Regions from separate parts of the Triticum aestivum genome. Here region 1 is linked to region 2. A link is a contact called in public Hi-C data. All regions are on one chromosome and are shown on one strand. Each heading gives the region's core, a stretch centred on a gene start, on an enhancer-like site or on the middle of the called end of the contact. The rest is flanking DNA. Distances are from core to core; before and after follow the strand shown. Region 1 has its middle 42 kb from the start of LOC123115761. Region 2 has its middle 160 kb from the start of LOC123115761.

Evidence for each region. A called contact is a pair of places that touch in the nucleus more often than the background predicts.
Region 1: a Hi-C map of leaf shows a contact between it and region 2, with 5 times the contacts expected there. The contact joins two enhancer-like sites. A contact is called at or near these places in 3 of 5 Hi-C or Micro-C datasets (all in leaf).

Annotation. Positions count from the first base shown.
Region 1 is chr5B:92,320,141-92,323,326 of IWGSC CS RefSeq v2.1, reverse strand. No RefSeq gene overlaps it. Among protein-coding and RNA genes, the nearest start is that of LOC123115761, 42 kb to the left of the region's middle. Within about 2 kb of position 1,331, at least 2 of the 8 cell types and tissues checked have an H3K27ac peak or open chromatin away from gene starts, as enhancers often do. A contact at or near this core is called in leaf, where this site is marked.
Region 2 is chr5B:92,203,509-92,206,661 of IWGSC CS RefSeq v2.1, reverse strand. No RefSeq gene overlaps it. Among protein-coding and RNA genes, the nearest start is that of LOC123115761, 160 kb to the left of the region's middle. Within about 2 kb of position 1,626, at least 1 of the 8 cell types and tissues checked has an H3K27ac peak or open chromatin away from gene starts, as enhancers often do. A contact at or near this core is called in leaf, where this site is marked.

The DNA.
Region 1 (3,186 bases), core at 82-2,581, 120 kb before region 2:
GGCGCCTGCAGTGCCCCGCGCTCGGCCGACCCATATAGGAGTTTTTTCTTCTGTGTTTCTTCTGCGTTGTTAACACGCCAAAAAAGAGTACGCTCGCAGAGATTCGAACTAGCAACCTCCCTCTTTAATACATACTAGTGCAACCACCCCGCCAATCACTCCGATGCGGTTAACTCGAACATTTTCTTTCCCTTGTTCTTTCCGTTCCGTTTCTTCTTGTTTTTTTTCATTTTTTTTCGTTTTGCTTTTTGCTTTTTGTTTTCTATTTTTCTTCTTCCTGAGACAATAAATTATCTGGCACATACATGAACTTTTTCGTCAAATCAATGAACATATTTTGAAATTCAATGAACTTTTTTCAAATATGTGTAGTTTCTTAAATCCATTAACTTTTTTTTTTCATTTTTCTGATGAACTATTTTCAAATCAGTGAACTTTTTTTCAAATCCGCCGAACTTTTTTCAAAATCGATGAACTTTTTTTCAGATTCGATGAACTTTTTATAATTATGATGAACTTTTCTCAGATTCGATGAACTTTTACCAATTATGATGAACTTTTTTCATGTGTCATGGACTTTTTCTCGAATCCCGTGAACTATTTTCAAATCCGATGAATTTCTTTTTGAAATTTGTGAACTTTTTTAAAATCCGATGAGCTTTTTTTCAATAAAAAACTGAAAAAAGTTCATCGATTTGAAAAGAGTTCACGAATTTCAAAAACAGTGAACTTTTTTTCAAATTCAATGAACTTTTTTCAAAATCTATGAACATTTTTTGAAAATCGATGAACTTTTTTCAAAATAGATGAACTTTTTTCAAAATCAATGAACTTTTCCAAATTCAATGAACTTTTTCAAACTTGATGAACTATTTTGAAAATCGATGAACTTTTTTTAAATTCATGAACTTTTTTTAGTACCTGAACCTTTTCAAGTTGGTGAACTTTTTTTGCATGCTCATGAACTTCATCTATAATATGTGACATGTTTTCAAATAATTAGAAAATATAAATGATACAGTGTAATGTGCAAGAAATTTCGCGTCTGCGTTTTTATCATTTTAAAAACTTCGCGTTGTTATTATTCATAAGTAGTTGGCTGGTCCAGTGGTTGGCCTCTCGGTGTGAAAGCGCTAGGGCGCGGGATCGAATCCCAGTTGCGATGTCTCGGTGTGAAAGCGCTAGGGCGCGGGATCGAATCCCAGTTGCGATGTATTTTCTGTCCGTCTTTTTTCGCGTTGCACCTTGGGCGATCGTGGGCCGGCCCGTCCAGCGGCTGCTGCAGGCGCCAGTAATCTTAGGCGGCGCTGAAGGCGCGCAATAGGAGCTCCCACCATTGGCGGCCACCAACCTCGCAGCCCTCTCCTGCCGTTAAGTCCCCCTTTCCACACACACACCATTGTTGCATACAACTCCCGCCGTTGTCCATCTCCGCAGTCGTCCGACGCCTCCCTTTTAAAAAGCCCATCGTCTCCGCCTCCATAACTGCTGCGATGCCGTCTCACGACCACGAGGCTCGGTGCAGCAACTGGCCCTCGTGCAGCCTGTTCGTGGCGGACGTCGAGGGGTTGGTGCGGTTCGGCCTCATGGCGCTGCTAGACATTCGGTTGCCTAGGAGGCGTTTTGGTGACGCCGATCCCCAACATCGGCACGCCCGCCATGTGGGGAGCCATTGCCACGTTCCGAGCGCACATGTCGCGGACGTGAGGTTGTCGCAAGACTACACAACCAACGTCATGTACTTGCTGGGCATCCTCGCCGAGCAGTGGCGGGGCCTGCTCAGCCGGTATGACGGCGACGTCGTGCCGTTTTGCCACAACCGCGAACCGTGGCTTCTGTTCTGGCAGGGCGCAAAGTCGGGGACGTGCTTGCATGCGTAACAAGTTGTCCTACTTCCACATAATTTGAAAATTGATGTAATTTTTTCTCCAAACAGGTTCTTAAGCGATTTATATATGCATGAGTTTCGCAATAAAATTTGTTGTCTTCCAACAAAACAAAATGTCTCCCTGATTTATCCATACACCTAAATTTTCTAATGATTGACATTTAAAAGCCTATATAGGCCAAAACACTTTTTTGTAAATGAATTTGTGTCAACATTAATAGGCACCCTTCTTTTGGCCATAAAATCCACGCGCGCACACACACAATGAAAACTGGTAGTAGCAAAAAAAAGTGAGATGTCTGTCGGCGTTTTGGGAACCACGGTACCAGCCCTGTCTGCCTGCGGCCCGCAACGTGGCTTCATCGATGGCCTGGTATGGCCCAACTTCGACTACGACAAGACAAGCGACATCAAGACCTCCTGAGGGAGCGGCCTCACCAGGCTGCCTCCTGAACGGAGCGGATATTTCTATGCAAGACCCAGCCTCACGAGACTGAAATGACATCAGCTATGACGACCAAGGCCAGGTGCGCGCCAGCGGGCGCAATACATCAGGTTTCCTCTTTGGTGCAAAAGAGGCCAGTGCAGGTGTGGAGTCCCAAGGAATCAGCCAAAGGTTGCCATTTGCGAGCAACAAGACCAAGACCGTCAGAACGGCAGGATGGATGTCAAAGCCGAGCCCACCACGTCGTCATGCTCAGAGGCTTTGCAGGCGAAGACCACCTTTTGTCAGGATTAGATGTACTTCTTGTTCCCCTTCGAATTTGGCCTTTGTGGGACCCCTTCCCGCCTAAGTTTTGGAGGAAAAGGACCAAGGCCACTATAAATAGGGCCTAGACACCACTATAGAAAGGGAGATCGATCGATCAGCTCACCAGACGATCAGCTGGTAGAACCCCCAAGAGCTCATCGCAAGAACACGCCTCCTGAGGCTGTTCTTCCACCTGTACTAGTTCATCCTCAGCCCATTGCGAGGCCAATCCATCACAAAGTAGGAGTAGGGTATTACATCGCAAGGTGGCCGAAACTGGGTAAACCGCCGAGTCTTTCTCTGTCGCGTTCATCAAGCTAGGTCGTGAGAACAGTGGATCGGGAGGCTTGAGAGGTTGAGTTCTTCGCACACACCCCAGAGTTCGAACCTTTCTTGGGTCCGCGGGCCCCGTAATCCGACATTTGGCACGCCAGGTAGGGGCGCGTCGAAGCTTCTCTTCCATCGGTCGCTTCGCCCCCGCTTCACAGTCCCTATGGCGGGATTTCCATGAGCTGGCAGCGAACAATGGGCTGCCCGCGTCACCCAG
Region 2 (3,153 bases), core at 377-2,876:
AAGGAGGACGATGTCAGGACGCCGTCGCTACCTGGTCCGGGGGAGCTGGACCTGGGGTTTCCCCTGAGCTCGAAAAGGGGCACAACTGAAGGCCTTGGCAACGTCTCCAAGAAGAAAATGACACCCACGGACGCCGCTGCTGTCAGCATCGCCAAGCCAAGAAGGGATCTCTTCCTGGCCTGAAGCTGAGCAATCCCTTAGCCGCCGAGTCTGGAATCGAGATGAGGAAGCCAAAGTTGGTCGGAATCACCATGTCGGGAGGGGGCTGGCGGCTGCACTTGCCGTCGGAGGGTGGCACCCGACCCCGAACCCATGAGCACTGGATCTGGCAAAAGGGGGAGGCTTTGAGGCATACGGGCGGGACAGGCGACGAAGCGAACCACGCGGGTGGGTCTGGGGAGGCGGCGTCCAACAATACTAGCAAGTAAGGACTGGAGGGACGCAGATCCGTGCTGTCGTGGCCTTAGTCACCGGGACATCGATGAGTTGGGCAAGCTGGAGGGACGCAACTACACGGTCGCCGAGGTCGGGGCTGCCCGGCAGGACGCCGACATCATGGGACACCGGAGAAACGCGGGCCCGAGGCCGCCGGGGTCGGAACAACGCCAGCAGTGATCCACCACGAAGAGCCCCGTGTCTGCCACGCCACAGAAACATCGCTGCCTCCATGCAAGAGCTGTCACCATGGCTCGAGGGGAGGGAGGACCGTCGGAGACGGGGGGGGGGGGGGGCTGCACGGAAGGCAGGCCGTGAACGCCACCACCTCCAGATGCAGGTCCCACGCCTCGTCCACGGCCGACAGTAGAACCAGCAGGGCTGGGCCGCGCCACTGGGGGGAGGGAAGGCTGCAAGGGGCGCCCATGGCAACGTCCAGAGCGCCGGGTCCGCCGCTGACAACTCCGTGCAGCAGCCGGAGGACACCCGAGAGGCACTTGATGGGATCTCGGGGGCACAGGGACGCGGGGAGGAGATGGCGAGGCGCGCGGCCGAGTTGGGGCGGCCAACGGTCGCGGGGCGAGGCTAGTCGTCAGAGGACTGGAGTCGGCGTCCCCCAGCCAACAGGTGGCAGCTGCCATGGGGGCGAGGCGCGGGGTTGTATGGTTGTGTGTGTGTGTGTTCGCGGGGGGGGGGGGGGGGGGGGGTCGGTAGCGCGAGGAGCTAGATCCGCCCCACCGCCACCTTTCTGGGATCCGGCCGGCCCTTGGGCGGCTGCGATGCGGGGCAGGGGGCGGAGGGGGCCTAGCGAGCGGCGGCGGGTGGGGTCCCGCTGTGTCGCCAGAGGTAGGCGACGCGGCGGGGGGGGGGGGGGGGGGGCTCATTGTAGCATATGTGGCTTTACTATGTAAAAAAAACACAGCTTAGCACATGCTGTTGTCGACATGCATTTAAAATTTGTATTCGTGACATGGTACGTCGTTGCCATTATTGTGTGGATGATAGCAAATTGGAGGATAAATACATTGCATTTGGGTCAAGGTCAAGGAGCTACCGGCCAGACGGGTCTCCGGTCCAAAACTTTGACCAGGTTCATTGAAAGGAATCGGAGCCATGAAATCTGCATACGCCATATACTATGTGTATGTATGCAGAGGCAGTAGGCTGAGGAAATAATGAAATCGTTCTGGGGAAAGGGATGGATGCTTGGATCATGTGCATGCTGGATCGGGATGCTTCAGTCGGATGGCATATTCTAATCGCTGCGGCGGTAGTGCTGGACGCTTATTTTTAGCATGGGTTCGTCCCATGCTTTGACATACCCGTGGCAACGGTCGGTTGGTACTACAATACTTCTAGCTAGTAAACACCGCCACGACTATCCGGACCTGTGATGCTGGTCGGATGGCCGCAGCCACGGCGCACACGTAGATATCTCTCTGGTGATTGGGGGAACTCAAGGTTTCATTTCGGACAAACGATTTTTTCGAACCATACAGAAGAACTGCATGTATTTTTTTCATGAAAAAAAGAATGATGATACAACGACGAAGGCGCAAAAATGCTACACCTACGGCCTACGGGCTGCTCCTTACGAACGCCAAGTACGGGCTGATTTGTCCTCTTTTAATCGGCTGAATTGACTGCCCCTTCTAATTAGACCCATCCCCCCCCCCCCCCCCCCCCCCAAGTTAAGCGGAGGTGCGAGTGTCCATTTATGTAAACCCCCCCTAGCTCGTTCATAGATGTAGCGTTACTTGTCGAAGACGGTACAACCGATACATTGTTAAAGATGGCGCAGCCCACACGACACACACAAGTTCACGACCTGACAATGCCAAGCAAGACGTGGTGTAGATAACACCAGTACACACCCAAGAACAACAAAGCCTCGATAGACAAATGCTTAAGACCTGCAAACAGAACCCTAGCAACCCAAACACCAAACGCATAGGGTCTCGACTTCACGGCAGGGTTGGCAACATCATCGAGAACACGACCAAACATGACTTGAATCATCGGGACAGCCTCAACCACCAGAACAAGGTGGTATCGACTCCACGACAGGGTCGGTAACATCATCGAGAACACGACCGAGCACGATTTGAATCACCGGGACAGCCTTAACCAGCAGAACAAGGTGGGGGGGGGGGGCAAAACCGGCCGATTGGCCCACAAGACCAGGTGAGTTTGCATGGCACGAAGCTTAAAGCACCCCCCCTGCCCTGGTTCTATAGAGAAATGTTTGAATCGACCGTTTTAAGTGAGCCAGACCCAAGCGAGAGCAAGGGAGCGTACGTCATAGCTCTCCTAGGGACTTCAGGGAGTTTTTGGTTATTGTGTGCAACCGTTGTGAGACGGTGGCACGGGCTATCTTCAGCCGGTTTGGATAACGAGCTAATAATAGGCTAGGTGTGTAGGCATCGTAGCCTGTTTTTTATCGCCGGATGTGGCGCTTTACATATTTATTTTTTCTCGACTTTTTCTCAGGTTATGAGATTTTTTGGACCTTAAGACCTTGTTACATTTTTCTTTAATAATATGGTTGCATGCATCGATTGATACAGAGGCCGGGAGTCATCCTCCTTTTAAAATAAAATAAAATAGTGCTACGATTCAAGATAAGCACTACACAAAACGATGCACCTCGATATTGTGATTCCATTCCCGTGATTGTCCTAATTTCATTGATTGTTAATCTTCAATTTTGTGTTTGTG